2 separate regions of the Gossypium hirsutum genome follow, and region 2 is linked to region 1. A link is a contact called in public Hi-C data. All regions are on one chromosome and are shown on one strand. The core of a region is the stretch at or near the end of the contact, and the rest is flanking DNA. Distances in the headings are between cores, read along the strand shown. Region 1 holds the start of LOC107955140 (protein YIPF1 homolog). Region 2 has its middle 27 kb from the start of LOC107955147.

Evidence for each region. A called contact is a pair of places that touch in the nucleus more often than the background predicts.
Region 2: a Hi-C map of leaf shows a contact between it and region 1, with 2.4 times the contacts expected there. The contact joins the enhancer-like site here to the promoter of LOC107955140 in region 1. A contact is called at or near these places in 8 of 34 Hi-C or Micro-C datasets (anther, callus, hypocotyl and 1 more).

The regions. Positions count from the first base shown.
Region 1 is chrD04:12,094,002-12,101,805 of Gossypium_hirsutum_v2.1, reverse strand. LOC107955140 (protein YIPF1 homolog) reads left to right here and starts at 4,919. Exons shown (of 6, transcript XM_041091995.1): 1 at 4,919-5,067; 2 at 5,652-6,645; 3 at 6,749-6,833; 4 at 7,645-7,804. The coding sequence starts at 6,589.
Region 2 is chrD04:12,411,125-12,418,928 of Gossypium_hirsutum_v2.1, reverse strand. No RefSeq gene overlaps it. Among protein-coding and RNA genes, the nearest start is that of LOC107955147, 27 kb to the right of the region's middle. Within about 2 kb of position 4,473, at least 2 of the 9 cell types and tissues checked have an H3K27ac peak or open chromatin away from gene starts, as enhancers often do. A contact at or near this core is called in leaf, where this site is marked.

The DNA of each region.
Region 1 (7,804 bases), core at 3,670-6,169:
TAAAACTTGGTCGATTATTAAAGAAAATAGTTTAGTTGAATAATGTCCACGCATGAAATCTCTAAACTGTCCCAAAATAGAAAACCTATACCACAGTTCTCATAAAATACTTACAAATCTAATTGAATATAAATTAATAAATCTTAAGAAAACTTTGTTCAAATCAAAATGAAATGAGAAACTTGATACCTCCGATTGCTGAGTCCAAGACCTAACCTCACGGATTACCTGAAAAAGGTAAACTAAGGATGTGAGCTACGAAGCTTAGTGTGAGTCAGAAAAAATGTAAGCAATGCAGTAATAATCAGACAACCAAACATGCAATAACCATAATCAAAACATAACCAATAGATACATCATATTAGAGTATCATATTACTTTATCACTGCAACATATATGCATGACATGCTCAAACGTATGACAGAACAAAAATCCTACACATCTAACCACTACACACCAACTTCGTCCATCCAAAACACACCAAATCTAGGGTTATGGTAGACTCATCCATCCACTGCACACCAATTAGGATTATAATAGACCTATCCATCCAACACACACCAAATAAGTAGTCGTATGCCACTCAAATGTCATGCAGTCGATCTGCCAAAAATATTGTGGAGTTATTGCCAAATATAGTCAATGCAGTTTAACTACCAAATCAAACTTCCTTCACTTCATGTCCATATCCCAACCCCAACACTAATGCAAATAATTTAATAAATTCAAACTTATCAAATCAAACATGCTCATATTCAATTCTCAGTAAAGCATAAACATACTTGCAACCAACACCAATAACAGAATCAAAAGTGCATATATATATTCAGTCAGTATTATATCAAACACTATTATTCAGTATTCAGTAATAATATCTTAATCATACCTACAGAAACTCTAACATGCAAAGGATCACTCAGGGCAAAAAATGAATCAAGCTGTAAAAAAGTGGTAAAAATAGTAAAATAGGAAAACATTACTGTGTGGAATGGTTCAAACTGTGTTATAAGGATACACATTTGTATGGATAAGGTACACGGCCGTGTGGCTAAGGTACATGGTCGTGTGGACAAATCGTGTAACTCTATGTGCCCGTATGACAATTTCAACATAAACTTGTAGGAGAGACATGGCCGTGTCTCAAGCTGTGTGAAGGGCTCTCGGCCGTGTCAAAATTTTCAATTTCCCCAACAGTGGTCACATGGCCATGTGACTCACCCTGGGTCGTGTATTCAAGAAGTAACCCTAACACCTATAATGGCACATAGTTGTGTAAACCACCCGTGTGTGGCACACGCCCGTGTTAGATGACCATGTGGTCCAAAATCACACTCAATTTTGCTACAAATCACAAGGTTAAAGCACAGAAACATCCACTGATTGCAAGTGTTTAAGACACTCACCTAGAAACACGATTCTACAGCACTAACAATCGACCGGTTCACCTCTACTATATGAATCTGAAACTTAATTACACAAATACACCAGAACTAAGAGGGTTTCAAACACAACGGAATAAAAGAATTGAAGAAAACTGATTAAAACTCAGAAACAATAGCACTCACACTTCACCTGCTTCGGATCTGTGTTGAACGAAGATGTAAAAGAAGAAAATGAGACTTTTGAGGAATAGCAACATCAATGGCGTACGCATAGGAAGAGACGACACAAGATTGCTAGAATTTTAGTATATAATAAACAGCATAGCAAAGAAAAAAATTAAAGAAGCAAAAAAGAAATAATAGAGAAAATGGCAACAAAAAAAGGGTTATAATAAAAAAAATGAAACAAAATCGAAATTGGAAAAGTGGAGGAGAGAAGGACAACACTAGAAGTAATTTTAGGGGATAATGTTTCAAATTTTGAAAATTTAACACAATAAAAATCTCACCTATTCAATTTTTAGTTACTAATTCTATCAATTAACTTGAAGTTTGAATTAGACCAAAAATCTGACAACATGGGCGGCACAGACTAAGGGAGTAGCAAAAATATTTTTACTTTGCACGTATAAAGATTCAAACATGAGACCTCTAGGTAAGCTAAAGCGTTACCACTAAACCAATAGGCTCATTCTTGTCCCTGAAATGCAAGGAAAAAACTTAAAATTCTAATAGTGACCACTGACTTGGTTCGTAAACCCTGATTCTACTAACCCCATTTTTGATATGTGAGAATATCTTTGGAAAGAATCGTGAAAGATCGTTTAATCGATCATAAGATTAGTATTGGATAGAAATTCTATAAAGATTTGAGATCAAACATCAGAATTGAGACGTACTTACCGCTTCTTGGCAAAGATGAGGAATGTTTCTAATGACAATTACGAATTGAGTTGAAAAACAACTTGAATTGGGAATAAATTTTAATTCAGGAAACAGAAATAATTTCAGCAATGGTAAGAAAATTTTTTATGCAAAGAAGAGAATGAAAAAGATGGGAAGAAATGGGGAAAGAAAATAGAACTTTGATCGGGGTTTAAAAGAAAGAAAAATCCTTATCTAATTGGGAAAATTGGACTAAATAGCTAGGGTTTTCAAATCTTAAAAGGTTGCATGGTAATTTCCCCTAGTCTACCGAAAATAAAATGAAAAAGACTTGGGTGGCTCAAACCTGGTTATGTAAGGGGCAAAAAAAGCGTATTACTATTAGGCTAACGTTTATTTCTTGTTTAATTTTTACTCCAAATAATATTTGATTTGGTGTGTTTTTGTCCTAATTTGTTGAAATTAAAAAGAAAAGAAATGAGAGAAGAGTGGCTTAAACCTAGGGTCTCTAAATAATGCACTAACTACTTAACCATCAAGCCTATTCAATTTCTTGATTATTTATTTCAATTAACCCTCTATATTTTGAGGCATGACACTTGTAGTGTTAGTGTCACTTAGAGGTGCTCATGGGCAGGGCTGGGTTCGGGCCGGGGCCAGAAAAAATTTCGGCCCGCATCCTAGGCCCCGGGCCCGGCCCGGCCCGAAATATGGGCCTGATATTTTATCCAGGCCCAGCCCGGGAAAAAATTCCTAAGCCCAAGCCCGGCCCATTTTTTAATAAAACACTAAAAATTTATTTTAAAAATAAAAAAAATTTAAAAAAAAAGTATTTTAAAAATATTTTAAAATTAAAAAAATAAAAAATATATATATAATTATTATATTCGGGCAGGGCCCGGGCCAAAAAAGTGGTGCCCGAGGCTCAGCCCGTTTTTTAAACGGGCCTCATTTTTTTGCCCAAGCCCATATTTCAGGCCTATATTTTTACCCAAACCCTCCCATATTTCGGGCGGGCCGTCGGGTCGGGCCGGGCCACCCGGCCCATGAGCACCTCTAGTGTCACTTGGCTCGTAATCCATGCAATTAGAAACTTTATATATAGTATAGATAGACATAGATTTAAAATTTTGTGTTTTGTCTGTTTCTTTAATTGAGTTTATCACACTTAACTTGTAACCCAATCAAAAGCTTCTTCTTTTTTTAATGTGTACACAATCAAAAGCTTTAATTAACTAAAAATTAGGACATTTGTTTTTATATTTCAATATTGTAAAAATGTTAATGGAGTACTAAAATAGGAATTCGTAAAAGTAATTTCTCATAATATTTTTTTTAAGTATAAGAGTAATTATCTTATATAAATTTTGAGAGTTCTAGAGGAGTGGTTTTTGATTTTTTTTCTTCTTTTGCAAACTTGAATGTATATACGAATGTCATAGTTAGTTCTTATCCCTTCCTAACCATGGGAGTTCCCTTTTAAATGAAGGGCCTCCTCTAACCAAAGGCTTTCTAGTCTGCGAGCGAGGGATCCCCTGGTGTACTAACGTAGGGCCCCCTTATGTGTAGGGGAGTAGCCCCTTTGGTGTGCTAGCAAATGGCTCCCCTAGTGTGCTAGTGAAGGGACCCTTAGTATGCAAACGAGTAACCCTTAGGTGTTGGAAAAAGGCTTCCTATTAGCCCCATGTTAACCCTCTCTTAGGAGTATAAGTAGTACTTTTTTTGATGTATTTGAAGGAAATATTTGCATTGCCCCCTTAAGTTAAAAACTTCAAGAAACCCAAATTAGACAACAACTTCAAGAGACCCCACACTACTAAAAGCTTCAAGAGATATATAAATGAAGAAAGATAAAAAGCTTGAGGGAATTAAGCCATGGATTCTTACTCATGGAAGAGACATGATCTTTTGCTTAGTTCCCACATATGACACCAACTATTATTACACAAAATTTGAGAGCATTTGCAATGGTTGTTCATACTCCATTTGGTGCGAAAAGCCACTTAAGTTAGTGATTTTGAAGGGTCCCATGAGCTTGGAGAGATTAGGAATGCTTTGGCATATATCTTGGAACCTCTCTTCTTTTTCTTTTTCTTTTTTTTTTATGATAAAGAGAACTTTTATAGAGGAAGAGTTTTGATGTGGTTCCCACTGAAATGATATCCTAATATATAAGGTGGTTATATGGGCATCAGAGTTTCATTAGAATGTGAGTCACCCCATCATTCTAATGAAGCACTCATACTCGTAGTCACCAGATATCATTTCATTGGGACCCATACCAAAATTCCTCTATAAAATCTATCTCCATCACAAGAGTGACAATACTTTATCCAATCTCTCTCAAAAATGTCTTCAAATGAGACCCTCAAAAGCCACCAACTCCAATGGCTCTCCGCACTACACATGATGTGAACCATAGTAACAAATTATTCCCAATTATTGTGTTATTATATAATACTTTTTTATAGAATTTTTAAACTATACATAATCTCTAAAACCTTAAAATAAAATGTTATTATGCAATTCATCATACTTAAACTTACAACCTACAAATTACTATAACAACACAACTATATTTTTAAACACACAATATTTACATACACAAATTGAGGGGATACTGTTAAGTGTTAACAATGAATTCCTATATAAACCTATCAATCTTAGAAGTTGTTGCAATCCTAGATTCAAAACGGAAACTCTTCATTAATATTCTATATCATGAGAAATTCCAAGTTCGTGGCTGGTCATTCTGCTCTTGTTTTATTTGCTTTGGCTTTCCTTGTATTGGTTGTAGAAGGTAAGTCGACCAATTAATCATTTCCATTATTGATTTAAAATTTCAGCGCATTTCATAATGTATTGGAGAAAAGTTGTAATTTAATTTTTGAAAGTGTTTAAGTATTAAATAGTTTTTTATTTAATATAAAATTCGAAAATCATGGTTTGTTGAATGGAGTTAATAAGTACATAGGATAAAATATATTTAGATAGTTTTATTTAAATTTATATGTTTGAACTAAGAAAGGAAATTATTTTTTTTAAAGTTTTATCCAAAATTATTTTGAATATATTATTATGATATAAAAGTAAATTTATAAACTAAATATTTCTTTTAAGGAATAAACTAAATGTTTTTAATATTTAATACTTAATACTTAATTTTATTAAACATAGTATTTTTTAAAATTTTGATATACTATCAGTAGAGTTTTTAACTTCAGAACCAGAGTCAATAAATTGATAAGTCTCCTGTAAGAATATAGTAAAATATTTATATATATAAGAGACTTGTGATAATTTTATAAAAAAAAATATGCTGTGAATATATCAAATATTAAATACTATATTTATTTTATTTTATTTTATTTTGTGTAAAAACAGGTAAGAGATTGCTTAATGCGAACATTAACCTTGGACCATGTCTGTTGCACTTTGAATGTAGCCCTCAAGTTAACTGTTGGTGCTGCATGGGCGACCCCAGAAAGCAATGTTGGTTGTATAAATCCGATTGCCTGGCCTATTGCTAATGAATCTGGGAGAAAAGAAAAGTCCAAATTTATAAGTCAAGTGATTCACGTTCTTCTAAAGATATCATTCTAAATCTAAGTACTTCATAAGAAATTAATTCAACTCCATGATTCTAAGTTTGAATATAGTTGGCATTGTTGAAAATGTAAATTCTAGTTAAGGAGACTTTTTGTGTGAATTTTAGGTACATGCATCAAGTCATTTAACATAAACGAAGACAAGTTGATTGAGTTATAGCTTAGTAATTAAAAGAACATAGATTCAATGGCATTTAAATGCACATTTTTTCAATCTAAGATTTTTAAAAGAATTTTACTAGTGAAATACAAGTATTTTTATTTGAAATATAGCAAATGGAAATACTATTTTAATAATAAAATTTTATTTAATATTGTTAGAATAATAAAAATAAGGTATTCATTCATAGGGGTTGAACCCAAACCATCCCATGAATACATGAGCCGTCAATTAAAGTATAAAAACTGGAGCCAGGTAGACCCATCAATAATCCAAAAGTGAAAGACTAATCATGTGAACGTAGCTGGAAAAATTAAAAAGGCAAGGAAGCGCGTGAAACGCAGCGCTTATAAATGGCGCGTCCCAAGAAAGTTAGAGCTATAAGTAGTTGACGGTTTAGTCAAAGTATTTCTTTCCCTCGTCGTCTCCGTTGCTTCTAAACTACGGCAAGGAAAACTCATCGGAACTTTTCTCCTTTTAACTAATTTCCACTTTCCAAAAGAAAAACCAAATCTCTTTTTTGTTAAACTCTTAGTTCGATCTCTTACTTTCAATGGATGAATCGTCGTATTGGAATCTTCCTTCTAGTCATTTACTCGGCTCAGTCCCCGTAAGCTTCTTAATTTTCTTTCTTTTGAATTAATTTATCAAGATCGGCATTCTTATGTAAATTAGTTTAGAATGTTATTTGAACATTGTTATTCGAATCCTAGGCTGTTGTTAATGAAGAAAGTGAAGCCTCGTATGGCAGAAGAGGAGGTGGTGTCCGAGGTTATCAAACTCTTGGACCTCCGACCGGTATATATTATTTTTTATTTCTTTTAATTAATTTTCTTGCCCTATAAGAAAAAGAAAATTAGTTAAATGTATCAATCTTTCATTTTTGGTACTCTGAAACGTGATTTTTCCTCCTTTTTAAAAAAAAATCCTTATATATCTTTTATTTGATTTCCTTGCCCTATAAGAAATAACTTAAATTTATCTCTGATTTTTTTTCCATATTTGAAATAACTAATGTCTTAAGAGAGTTGTTTAGTTTTATTATTTCCCAAATGGAAAATAACTGGGGAGAGGAACTTTCAATAATCATGATATCTAGAGTTGAGACATGGAAGATTTGGCGTTGAATTGAGTGGTTTTCTTATTTAAAGTTAGGGTAATTTAGTGAGGAAGAATGAAACTTCCGATGCCGTTTATGTTTGAAAGAATAGACTATAGCGCTAACTGTTATGTTTGTATTTGCATTCTGGAGTAGTTACCTGTTATTTTCGTAATCACAAATTTCTTTACATAGAAGGGAGGTGCCCAATTAAAATCCTTTATTTGATGCATATATCCTTTTCGTGGTTCTGTTAATATTTTTTAACTTTCCTGGAGTATTTCTTTTTTTATTTTATTTTTTTGTGTATGACTCTTCAAACTAAGGAATTTAGAGTGTAGACTACTGATTTTGCTTCCATGTTCTAAAATTCAAAGGCTATAGCAGCTAAAGTACTGCCTTACTGGTGTTATAGTTAGATGCCACTCACTGATGGTAATATGTAACGCTTTTTTTTAGTGCTACTGAGGCACCTTAGAGTTTAACGATCCCTTTGTCTATCATATGCAGAAGGATTTGAACAACAATCACAAAACAACTGGAAGGGAGTGTTTAGTATCTCATCATACACACAGTATTTTGATGTAGATACAGATGTTGTCGTAAACAGATTGATAAGTTCCTTTTATCCTGCCGGTGGAGACTTTTTCAACAAGATTGGCGCTAACCC
Region 2 (7,804 bases), core at 3,224-5,723, 320 kb before region 1:
CAATTGCTTGGTGGTTCAATCTTCTATACTTAATACGCTGGGTCATTTTCTTCTTCAGACTTTATATTAATTTTTAACCCAATTAATGTTGGATAAAAATTAAATATAAAGCATGTATAATAATCATTATTGGACCGTCCTTGGTTGGAAAATAATTTAGTCATGCCCTTGATTCACTTGATGCAAAAATTACCCCAATTGTTCAAGTCTTTTGAGGTGACTGCTAAGCCAATTTTCACCTTTTGTGCAAAACTGTTGAAAATAAACTAAATTTGTGAAATTTTATTATAAAAATAATTAAAATTCAATATGTTAATATTTTAAGCGTAAATTAATTATTTTATAATTAAAGTATGAATTTTGACAAAAATTACTACGAAACTGCATGAATTAGAGCTTACAAAGTGCTGAAAAAATCTATATATTTCTTGTGTTTCCAGCCATCATACTCATTGCCAAAAAAATTAACAACACTAGCTGTGAAAAAACAACCAACCAAGCAAAAATCATAGGCCTTCTTTTTAGGCTCAGATTCATTGGGTAACAACAAAACCTCATCCTCTCCATCATCTAGCGTGAACCCTGCCAGATCGCTTCCATAGCAAACCCCTACTAAACCCAAGACCAAAAATCAAAAAGCCAAAATAATTCACACCCACCCCTACACCGCCAATCAAAAACCACAAATGTGCTAGAGAAGCAGAATAGAGACGTGCAAGAATAACAAACTAAAACATTATATCTTAATTAAAAAATCCATATTTTAATCACTATTTTAACCACTAAATAATTCCTTTTCTTTCCTATTTTAAATAAATTTTATTATTTTAATATTTTTATTACTTTTCACTCACATGGTGAGTTTACAAATTTCTTATTAATAATATTGTTGATTAAATTAGTGTCCTAACTCAACTCGATATCAACTCAAGTTTGATGAGAGTTTTTTTTTAATTTAAGTTACTACCCTACCTATGATTCAATTGTTAACTAAATCTTTTATAACTATATTTTTAATGTTGAATTTTTCTTTCACCAACATTATAACATTTTGACATTTTGATAATATGTTCAATAATGTTACTTAAGAATAACATTTAAGTGCTATAGAAAATCAACAACACGAGTTCAAAAGCAATTATAGTGCATTTAGTATTCTTAATCACATGTATTGACTTGTTTAAATTTAATTCTACTCACAATTTAAACTAATTTATTTTTTTCTATTTTCATACCTATTGAATATATGTTATTATTATTAGTTTCAAACAATACATTTTATTTTTTATTAGATATTATTTTTAAAAACACACACATGTTCTAAATACTTGATTTTCACAATTTACGCTTGTGATAGAATTACTAGTATTGATAATGTTGTTAATTGAGTTGATGATATAAATTAACTTAATACCAACTCAAGAAAAATGACAATACTGTGATAAACAGTTGGGGTTTAATTAATAGTCTTAATATGATGTATTACCTATTTAAATTTCCTTCTTCTTTTTTGACACTTTAAACTATTTTTATTTCAATTTCATACATATTGTATTTTTTTATGAATTTCAAACCTTACATTTTATTGTTTATTTTATATTATTTTTAAACTTGTACTTATATTCTAAATACGTGGTTTTCACATGTATACACATGTGATAGAATTTCTAGTTTGAATGAAACAAAAAATAGCAAATTGTTAAGAGAAAAGCATTCGAAACCTCTCTATGATTAAATTTTACCTTGTGATTTTTAAAATACTCACCTATCTCCTAAGATTGGATGAAAAATCCACTAGCCTCCTCTTATTAAATGAATTTTAAATTAAAGGATAACTCTACCCTTTATTAGTTATTTATTATTCTATTTTTTGTTATTTTGAATTTTTTATGTTTAATACTTTTAATTAAAAATAATAAATATTTAATTAATTATGAAATCATTTTAATTATTATTTGTACTATATTCTAATATAATCAAATGTTAAAATAATGCATTGTTCAATTAATATATATGCAAGTTTTTTTTTTTTGAAGTTATATTTATAGCCACAATAACAATTACAAAGAATACATTCAAATAATCATATTAATCAATAAAAAGCACAATCAAACTAATAATCAGAATATATCAAAACTACCAACATAATCTATACAAAATCCACGTATAGTAAAACATAAACCATAATAAATATAGGTTAAGAACCCACACATGGTTTACAAAGAGTGGGACTTGAACTTGGGATCTTAAAGTTCCCAAGACCTTAACCATCCAATTAAGCTAAGGCCTTGTTGAGGGAAGTTGATTCCATTGTCAGAAGTCTGCAAAGTTTTGTCCATCGGGAGCCAATGAACCCTTCAACTTGTTGATAATATCTTTGGTGGGTTTTTTTTTTCTTTTGACTCTAATGAAAGCATAGGTGCCTAAAGAGGTAGAAGGTTCATAGTGTGAGGACGCTTTGTTGGGTGCTTAATAAAATGAACCACGCGGATATACATGGTCACCCACTAAAGAAATCTCAACATTTACTCTTGGTGGGATATAAATATGTGCCCAATATGCTATAAGACACTTATAGGTAACTAGACTATCACTTGAGATAAAAGTTATAATTTTATTTTATTTTATTGTCATCTCTTTTACGGTTTGTTTCTTATTTAATGATTTTTCTATACAAATACATGTTAATTATTTAATTATAATATTAATCTTGAGATAATTTTTTACTTTTATATTTTAATAAAATTTCCATGAAATTTTTTTTAATAATGGTAACTAATTAATTTTACATAAAATAATTTAATGAATGTATCAAGATTAATATATAATTAAATTAAATATAAATTTAAAATATTTACTTTTAGTTGAAGTTGAATATAATTTTTTAATGAAAGAAGTCAAATATATTTCATTTTGTAGGATTTCATATGTAATTAAAATTTCGTTATTTTTTAATTAAAAGAGAAATGAATAAATCAAATAGAAAATGAATTGATGAATAATAAAAAGAGATAATTGTCTTTTTTTATTTAAGGTTTGCTTAGTAAATAGATTTTAAAGGGGTTTGTGGGATTTTTTTTCAAACTTGAGAGAGATAAGTAGATATTCTTGAAACTATAGGGATAATTTTACATTAAACTTGATAGGGGTAAGTGTCTTTTACTTAATTGTTAAGAGCAAGTGCTTATTCACGGATATATATATATAAAAGGGAGGGATGCACTTTGTAACTTTTATTATAACTAATATTTTAACAATCCAATTATTGAATTTATCAATATAATTGTATTTGTCATACTTGTAAATATTTGAATCAATCTGATATCTTTATCATATCGATCTAAAATAATGTTTATATTAATATATATTCAAAGTTTCAAAATTTTTACATAAAACAAATAATTAAATATTTAATTTACTCCAAACTTAACATATGTGATCTACATGAATGAAACATGAAATCTGATGATTGAATTGTGTTCAATAATTTTTTAGCTATCTTTTAACAAACCACTAATTCACTATTCACATCACACCATTTTGTTGTTAAATTTTCATACCGTAAGTTTGTGAGTTTTTTTTTCTTTTGGGTTTGTAAGTTTAGAGTTTTTTTTTTCTTATTTTTAAATTATTTCAAATATGTTTCTAAAAAGAAATTAATTTTTCATGATATTAAAGCAATATATTTAGCAATTTCTAAAGATTGGTTCAAGAGATTTGGAACTTTTCTTCACAAAAAGGTATACCTCAACAATTTTTTGTATATTTTAAAATTACTCTTCTTTCTTTTGTTTGTGATTGTGAAAATCAGTAGTGTGGTTGGTGATTCTCATAAGATTGTGTGCTGTTCAATTAATTCATAGGGATATTATTTAATTTTTACATATATTTTAGGGTTATTTATAATTCTTTTTTATCCAAACTTATAAAATATTTAAAAATATTTAAAAATAAAATATTAAAATCCTATATCAAATAGTACGAATTGATACGCATCAATACAAGTTGTATTAATCAAATCAAAATTTTTTATCAGAATAAAACTTAAATTATTTAGTATTAAAATAGTACAAACTACTATGCTTGGCCACTCCTTGATATTTTATCTTGGTTCCGTCCTTAATTATGACCCCTTTCACTTGTACTCTCAAATTATAATAATATAGAACATGGTGCATATTAATTTGTATATTATAATCATGTTTAAAATGTTATATTTATATAAATTTTCAAAAAAGATATTTTCTTTATATAAAATTTATGGTTTTCATATAATTTCTTTCATATTTGTATTATCTTTCTTTTTTTTTCTAAATTTATTTGTATTTATTGTGTTGGTGTAGCATTCCAAGTTAAAGGCGGGACTTGTGATTTGTGAGTCCAAAAAGCTACCAAGCTGGATGAGCTAAGGCTTGTCTTGAGGAGCCCATTAAACCATATGTACCCTCCTAGGCTACCACTCAATGTTTCCAGAAACCATTTAGCAGTGGTTGAAGCCATTCTAAACCATGGATTGGTCCAGGCCTAACTACCCACAAGAATGGTTGGTTGCTATTAGCTAGCCCATGCTATCACCTGGGTTTTAACTACAAGAAAAACGCAGTTGTGGTTGAAAAGGAAATAGTCAGTAAAGTTATAAATTTAGTCTTTATAATTTACAAGATTTAAATTTAAAGGCCTAACATGTTTTCTTTTATATATTATACGGATGGAGATAAGGATAACATGGTTTGAATTCGTGTCAAATGAGTGTTTAACAAAATTTTTAATTATCACTCTATACTAATTAAGACTATTGCATTTGTAATTATTGTTAAGTTGGTACAATTATTTATTTTTTGTGATAATATTTATAAAATTACAATTGTAAGTACTTGTGACAAATTTAAATGATTACAACTACTTTTGGGTAAACTATAAATGGCTACTATGAGATAAAATAGGATCATATTGGGAGAATGAATTTATCCCAAAGAGATTAATGATATCTTATGAGGGTAACACACTTATGACAAGGTCATTGGATGAGCACTTATTGAGTAGCTTTTGTAATGGTATGTAACTGGGGAGAGCTCAATCACGATATTATAATGGAATGAATTTATTACTAAGTAAGTTTATAATTAATAGGTGAAAAATTAAAATTTAATTATAAATTATTTGAGCCCTAATTATATATGTCCGCTAGCTTATTATGCAGCATCCTACCCGATGAAACCCTAGTGTTCAAACGATGTTTATGGAAGGAAGGCATAAATAGTAAGTTTTGAGTGTGTGTAAAGTATAAGAAGTTGAATAAGTATAAGAATTCTTTGAGCAAGCCTATAACGCCTCAGTTCTTGCTGGCACAAAGTCCTGCGTAGCCTTTGAAAAGTACAATTGGCGAATTTGTAACTGCCCAAGTGCTCTTTTTGAAGCATTATGGGGGCAGACACAATTGTATGTTCAAGATGTTAAGAGTTCCACGCTAGATAATTGTGAATTGATAGAAGAATAATGTGGTCAGGTAAATAGATACTGAAGGTATAAGCCCACGTTAGAAGTAGTATACCATTTTCCCCATGATACTGTACAATTTAAGTTATAACGTAAGTTGGTTAGGAACTAACCGAACGAGAACCATGATATTTAAAAGAGAAAGGGAAAGTACAGAATTAGTTTCCTCAGAATTTGTAGACCCTTGATAAGATAAGTCAGTGGTGATGTGACATTTATCAAGTTCCAATAAAGACTTTGGACTATTTTAATAGGTCTTCAAGTTGAAATAAAGGGAGTTCTCTTCTCTTTTAGAAATATTAAAACCTATGGCTGGAGGAAAGGAGAAGCATTTTTCTTTAAGCTAGATCCTAACCTCTAGATTCTTCTATAAATTTGTCCATGTCGAGGTGAGTTTTATGACTCTGAAAAGTAGATCTACATGAATGCCTAAAAAAGTAAGGCTTTGTTTATAGGTTATTTGTATTTAAGATGATGGAAAAGTTATCCGAATGAATTTTTATGGTGTTCTTTTGTTTTAAGAGGCAGTGGTTACTGTAACTCCTAAAAGGATCTTGGATCTAGAGCTCAACCTACTATACATTCTTGACAGGTGAATCCCTAAGTTAACTTTCACATGTAAGGTATTAATTGTGATGTTTCTATAGAAAATGGCCAGATTGTGAACGCTAAATGAGTCGTGCATGTATAGTTCATGAAGAAACTGATAGGTTAAGCATGAGACAGTTGTTCTAATGATGAAATGAAACTATATGAGTACTTTTGGAATGCATGAGATGATATGAAATGAAATGTATGTTAACTTATGTATGGAATCAAAGCATGAAATAATTGTTAAGTGAGTTTTTGTCTGTCTCAACGGAGTCATCTAAAAGAGTCTGTTGAGACTTTAAACACGATTCTTTGAAAGGAAAAGTCCATGGAACAATACTGTGTAAGACCATAGCTGGTGGGCTATGGCGTCATATGGAAAGACCATATTGTATAAGACCATAACTGGTAGGTTATGGCATCATATGGAAAGAACTAAATGAAGGTTATCACCTAATGGAGTTCTCTACGTGATCCAAGACAATTAGGGGCAAACCTCACATAATGTGAGTCTAAGCGAATCCCTATCGTGAACACAACATAAAATGGAAGCGTTTGTAGCAATCTATGAAATGGAAACCTTTGTAACGATCTATGGAAAGGAACGCCTTCATGGCGCCTTTTAAAGGAAGGCCCTTATGGAAATCATCTAAAGGAAACGCTTTTGTCACAGACCTTGAAAGAGAGAAATGACAAGTATGACAAACCCTGAAAGAATGATATGTAAGGCTAACTCTAAAAAATGGTAAGTATGAAAAACTTTGAACAAATAGTACGTATGGCAAATCTGAAGGAATAGTACATATGATGAACTTTGAAGGAATAGTACGTATAGCGAACTCTGAAGAAACAGTTCCGTAGGAAATGTTGTGGTATATCCTGCATAGTCTTAAGATATGTCCAGAGAAGATAGAACATGCTAGGGAATGTAGTGAATTCATAGTATGACCAAGTAGACTAGAAGAATAACTCGATCAACAGTGTTTTATAGGTATGGGTTCTAGAATGGGAACAATTAAGGAAATCATGAAAAGGCTGGGTGAAAAACATAAGGTTTTGAAGATGCTAAGGGTTAGGAGTAGTCATAAAGCAAGGTATGACGTCTATTGTATGAAGAAGAAAGATACTCGCCAAAGTCAAGTTAAAGAATGAGGAACAATGAGATGATAATGAAATTACCAAATGAATTGTAATGAGATGATACAGGTAAATGGAGTTCATTTCACTAAGTTCTCATGAACTTACCTTAGTGTTTTATGTCACAAGTAAGTTGATTAAGGCCTGTGCCAGAAGGGACGATGCTAGGGCTACACCAAAAGAATGGTGAAGTGGGCTATTATGCATGCAAAGTAGGTTTGGGCAGGCATGGTCGAGTCTGTTGTAATAAATAGAAATAATGTAATCATGTTCAGAGATTTGTCCACAAGTCCTAACAACTGCAACCCTTCATATAATGATTGTAGTTGTTTGTTGTATACTCATTTGTAATTTTTATTTTAAAACCATATCCACTAGGTTGTAAATGTTGAAGATATGTATGAATAGTTGAGTGTAAGTCTGTAATAGAGATGTAACACATAAGATCCAAATCTGATTTAGCTAGTTCTCAAATCACGATGATAAATAAGCCATGTATGCATAATGTGCCGGACCTAGTAGAGTTCCTTAGGTATGTTAAAAATTTTCTTATTTGTAAGATTGATGAGTTAATAATGGC